Regions from separate parts of the Astyanax mexicanus genome. Here region 1 is linked to region 2. Evidence: chromatin contacts called from public Hi-C data. All regions are on one chromosome and are shown on one strand. Each heading gives the region's core, a stretch centred on a gene start, on an enhancer-like site or on the middle of the called end of the contact. The rest is flanking DNA. Distances are from core to core; before and after follow the strand shown. Region 1 overlaps nt5c2b (5'-nucleotidase, cytosolic IIb). Region 2 holds the start of nt5c2b (5'-nucleotidase, cytosolic IIb).

The links. A called contact is a pair of places that touch in the nucleus more often than the background predicts.
Region 1: a contact with region 2 is called in a Hi-C map of muscle, with 11 times the contacts expected there. The contact joins the enhancer-like site here to the promoter of nt5c2b in region 2. A contact is called at or near these places in 2 of 3 Hi-C or Micro-C datasets (both in muscle).

What each region holds. Positions count from the first base shown.
Region 1 is chr21:27,782,535-27,785,360 of AstMex3_surface, forward strand. nt5c2b (5'-nucleotidase, cytosolic IIb) reads left to right here. Exons shown (of 18, transcript XM_022674674.2): 15 at 516-567; 16 at 1,689-1,749. Among protein-coding and RNA genes, the nearest start is that of LOC125785698, 8.8 kb to the right of the region's middle. Within about 2 kb of position 1,412, the one cell type or tissue checked has an H3K27ac peak away from gene starts, as active enhancers do.
Region 2 is chr21:27,739,419-27,742,486 of AstMex3_surface, forward strand. nt5c2b (5'-nucleotidase, cytosolic IIb) reads left to right here and starts at 1,262. Exons shown (of 18, transcript XM_022674674.2): 1 at 1,262-1,366.

The sequences.
Region 1 (2,826 bases), core at 162-2,661, 43 kb after region 2:
ATGAACTTTATGAATATGAACGTGATTTCTTTGCATTATTTGAGATCTGAAAGCTTTTTTGTTATTTGTCAGTGTCAGTATATCATGTGGTGCGACCTATGATATAAATTTAATGGTATTTTTTAAACTTTCTATCAATTTTATGTGAAAAAAGTTTGTAAAGTACAGATAAGAAGGCGACTGTGAAATAACAGTCGCACCACATGACATTTTAAGGTCAGTGTCTGGATAATACCGCATCATATTTATAAAATAAGAGTTGCAAGTTCAAATGGCAAAGCTGCGATAATATAGCTGGAGGGAAAGGGACAGAAAAAGAGAGATACACACTCAGAAAAAAAAATCTTTAAATATGAATAAATATAGATCAGCTGGGAATGAGGGTGAAATGCTTTAGAGATTGAAGGTTGAAAAGGATAGAGAGAGGAAATAAAGGAGAGAATGAGAGTTAGAGAGAGGTTAAAAACAGGGCTTTTATTCATGTCTCTCTCTCTCTCTCTGATTGTCTTTCACAGCACTATTTGAAGAGCTCCAGGGTCTGGACATTTTCTTGGCAGAGCTGTACAAGTAAGCAAAGCCTTCTTTGTGAAGTGTGTGTGCGCACATTTGTGTGTGTGTGTGTGTGTGTCAGGGCTTGTTTCAAACAATATCTTTAAATAGACAATATATGAAGCATTAATATTGCATATAGGTATTTAAATATACTGTATACAATATATGGAGCATTATTATTGCATAGAGGAACTTTAATCTACTGTATATAATATATATGAATATTATTATTGCATTTAGTTACTTTAATCTTCTGTATATAATATATATAAAGCATTAATATTGCATATAGGTACTTAAGTATACTTTATACAATATATGTAGCATTATTATTGCATAAAGGAACTTAAATATACTGTATATAATAAAGGTATTATATACTGTATATAATATTTAAACCATTAATATTGCAAACAGGTACTTTTTATATATATGCTATATAATACAAGTGGAGCATTATTCTTGCACATAGCTACTTTAATATACTTTATCTAACGTACTATATACTGGATATAATATTGGTCCTTAAATATACTGATTATATAATGCATGGAGCATAATTCTCACTTATAAACTGTATATTATATAGGAACTTAAATATACTAATACATATTGGAAATCTTAACATGGATACTTGTAATATATATTGGACCCTTTGACTCTGCTCTTGTTTGGTCACTAATGTGATCAGAAATCAGTCAACATGAATTACATATATTTGTATTGCTACATAAACATTTACATATACTGTATATGCTATATATATATGCATCACCCAATGTCCTGACATTGTATTAAAACAAATGTGTGTGTGTGTGTGTGTGCACGCGAGAGAGAGAGAGCAAGGGAGAGAATGTGAGCACTGGGCACAAAGTGTGCAGCGGTCAGAGGGTTCGTCCATCGATAAAGCATGGGGTTCACACACACGAGGGGTTATTTATAAACGCACTGACCTCTCTGTGTGCTTGTCCCTTTCCACTACCTTCCCTCCCCCTGCTCTCAGGGGTCTCTCAGGACTTGCTTCATTTTCTTTTTTCCATTTTCCCCCCCCTGTTTGTCCTTCTTTCATTCAATCCCTGAAATGACCTAAATGTTCTCTCTTTTTCTCTCTCTCTCTGTCTTTCTCTCACTCTCAGACATCTGGACAGCAGCAGCAATGAAAGGCCGGACATTAGCGCCATCCAGAGACGAGTGAAGGTATACACACACAAGATGCATATACATATTCACTGCCACAGACAAAAATGTTTTAAAAGGCATTACAATTGTGTACATGTACAGATGTTTTACACACCCAAGCACATTATTTTAAAATAGGAGTGGGTGATCTGGCCCTAAAATAATATCACAATATTTCATGGTATTTTTGCGATAACGATACTCTTGGAGATATGACAAAACACTGATCTAAAAAATATATATATTTCAGGAATACACTACTGCAACAAAATGAATAGTACATTTTATCATTGCATACAATATGATATGGCACACCCCCAACTGAGATATATTAAAAAATACAAGAATTTTATCAGATTTGTAACAGAAGTCAATAATCCAATGTCATGATACTTATAATCTCATATATCCAGGATTAAAGTAAAATAAATGATACTGGACAGATATAAACTGTCTCTAGTAGATATAAAATGGGAAATGAGAAGAGTGTGAATTTTTCTTTTGCTAAAAACAGCAAAAAGTAGTACCCTGATGTGATAATTAGGGGTGGGTGATATGGCACTATATTTCAGGGTATAATATAGTCCACAATATTAAAAAATGTTGGCAATATTATCACGTACAATACGATATGGCACATATCGTACATTTATCTGAGCATTCAGATTGTTTTTCTTGTTAAATCCAAAAAATGAGAAGATTTTCTTATTTTGAACAAAGTCATTGAGATTTTTGTTCTTATCTTGCATCTTATCTTAATAAATTAGTTAATTATATGATAACTACCCCGATAGAAGCTTATATACTGGGATGCCAAATGTCATTGGACAAGCTAAAGAACACTGCACTGTCCTGCGGGATATGGAATTTGGCACCTCCTGCCAAAGAGTTGCTTATCTGTACGCATAGACCATTCTAGCCAGACACCGCCAGTCACAATCATTGCCACCCACTCTGGTATCCACTGACAAGTTTCACTCAAACTCTGATAATTCATGTCATGATCACTTCTGGCATGTCTGTGTCAAACTTTATTAGAGGCCAATAAAAAAAAAAAATCTTTTACACCGATTTTTGTACACTAAAGGGTGTGTT
Region 2 (3,068 bases), core at 12-2,511:
AATAAATAAATAAATAAATAAATAAATAGGGCCTCTTGTACCTCATTGGTCAGTCTGACCGATCACGTGTTCTTAAGAAGCTCACTCCACCTAAAATAAAAGTCCTAAACTCTGAACGCTGAATACATGTAAATGGTTTAACTACTTCTGTTGTATACTTCTATAGTATGATATTTAACCCTTTTGGACCCTGCATCCATTGTAATGGACATGGTGTGTTTTTTCATACACATTCTTTCACCTTACACAGATTAATACCTGTTTTCCATCAGAATGTTCATTTATTAGCCAGTCAAACAGAAGATTAGCCCGCTCACTGCACTGGAAAAATAAAAATCTGCTCAATAAATTGAAGCATGGTAGCATCCCAGTGGCAGAGTACACACCTTTTATGAGTTATTTTTTTACTGCTTAATAATTTGTGAAAATATTGAAGTATATATTAAAAGGTGTGCGTAATAAAAAAAAACAAATGTAATATGAAATATAAAAATGCTACTTAATGATTAAATCCAGAATTTACAAGATTTTTTTTATTGCAACAAATGAATAAGGCTTCATTAACAATCAAACTAGGGGAGAAACACTAGAGGGCGCCAGTGTACGTCTTAAGATATGTCCACAACTTTACGGGAAGATTGTGGGGATTTTACCGTGACTGCGCATCAGTGCATAAAATCAAGGTCCAAGACACTGATAAGCGAGTTTAATGTGGATGTGATTTTAAAATATATATATTTTTTTATTTTTAACTTTGAAGAGGCGTGAAAATGGTCTTTCATAGTTAAAGATATGCTGTCTAGTTTCTGAATCAGTTTCTCTGATTTGGCTTTGCTCTGATTTTAATCATAGTTTTCATGCATCTTGGCATGTTCTCCTCCACCAGTCTTACACACTGCTTTTGGATAACTTTATGCCACTCCTGATACAAAAATTCAAGCAGTTCAGCTTGTTTTCATGGCTTGTGATCTTCCATCTTCCTTTTGGTAAAAACAAAGTATCTCATAATTTTAAGTGGTTTCTTATTTTTTTCCAGCGCTGTATATAGGTAAATTTTATTTTATTAATCCACACAAGCCAGGCCTCATCGCCGTCAGACCACGCCCACAAACTCAGCTTCGAGCATGAATGACGATGACGTGTCGCCATGCTGATCCTTCAGACCACGCCCACTTAATTGCTTTGCGCCGAGTGACTGTAGCGGAGAAGATAGCTGCGGACAGCTTGGCCCCGCCCTCTTCTGCAATCGAAGCCCCGCCCACATCTGTCGCGTATGAACTGCCTGCTGTCTGTGGGCTGTGTGTCAGTTAGTGTTGTGAAGGAGGCGAGCTGTACTGGCTGCACTGACTTGCTTATTGAGCTAAAGGTTACTGTATCCGTTATTACTGTACTTATTACTGTTTAATTTTCTTTAACAATACTGTATTTTCTATTACTGTTGGCGCTTGTTGAAAAGCGCATGCTCAGATCTTCTCCAGACTGCTGTTTTTACTCGGGAGAAAGGTGAGTGAACAGTCCAGGTCCAGAAATGGAAAATCCAGGTTCAGAAAAGAGAAAATCCGTTCCAGGATTTTGTTTCGTTTTGCTGCCTGTTCCGCTCATGCAGTTGGAACAGAATCCTGGAACGGATTTTTACTTTTCGGACCTAGAGTATTTAAATAATACCAATAATTCAGTTGTCAGCTTCATTTGTGTTGTTTTTCGCTGTATTTACACATTTATACATGCAAGCTCGGAGATTAGACAACCTGCTCTAAATCCTGTGGTGGTCTGTCCGTATGGTGGACATCCTTAAATGCACAGAAAGGGAGAGATACGTTAAAAACAAAAAAACAGAACGGTCTATTTTTGATGTTGCTCTGCACAAAGACACAAAAGGAGGAGAGAGGGGGGCTTGCAGTTGTTTATCTGTATTCGCCAATCTAACGCTAGTTAACTGGTAGTTAACTAGGTTAATGCCTAGCTTAGCTAGCTAGACAGCTGAACATTAGGTAGGTTACTAAGCTAACGTTATCAAAGCAGCTGTTTCAGATTAACTGCAGCACTAGCGAACTAAAAACTGTTTTATTGGTTTGATGGGTAACCTAGGAATGTTAATGCAACACCTATACTTTTTGTCAACTGCCAAATAGCATTTTTTTCACGTAGTTAACTAGCTAGCTCACCCTAACCCACATAACTCTCAGTTTACAAATCTGCCTGGTTCTCCAAGCCACTGTAACTCAGCTGCCTTAATGTTTTGCGATAATGTAAAGTGGATTTAGCTACTAGCTGTTTGACTCTTCCCAGCTTGAATTGATTTGACTAGCTAAAAAAACAGTATTTGGTGGAATAACCCTGGTTTTTAATCACAGTTATCATGCATCTTGGCATGTTCTCCTCCACCAGTCTTACACACTGCTTTTGGATAACTTTATGCTACTCCTGGTGCAAAAATTCAAGCCGTTGTAAAAAAAAAAAACTATCAGCTTCAACTCAAAACAATAAGTTTAAAGGCTGCCTTAATGTTTTACGTTAATTTAAATTGGATTTAGCAACTAGCTATTTGACTCTCCCCAGCTTGGTTTGACTAGCTTAGCAATTCAAGTTTAAAATGCAGATATCTTCTTCATATTCGTTCATATCGTGAAATGTTGAGTTTTTACACATACAGCTCTAGAAAAAAATAAATAAAAAAGCACTTCAGTTTCTCTGATTTTACCATTATAAGGTATGTGTTTGAATAAAATAAACAAAACAAGGTTTCTCCCACATTCCAAATAAAAATATTATCATTTAGAGCATTTAATTTCAGAATATGAAAAATGGCTGAAATAAAAAAAATGCAAAGCTGTATAATGTAAAGAATGCATAAGTTCATATTCATAAAGTTTTAGGAGTTCAGAAATCAATATTTGGTGGAATAACCCTGGGTATTTCATTTTGGCATGTCCTCCTCCACCAGTCTTACACACTGCTTTTGGATAACTTTATGCCACTCCTGGTGCAAACATTCAAGCAGTTCAGTTTGGTTTGATGGCTTGTGATCATCCATCTTCCTTTTAATTGTATTCCAGAGGTTTAATTTG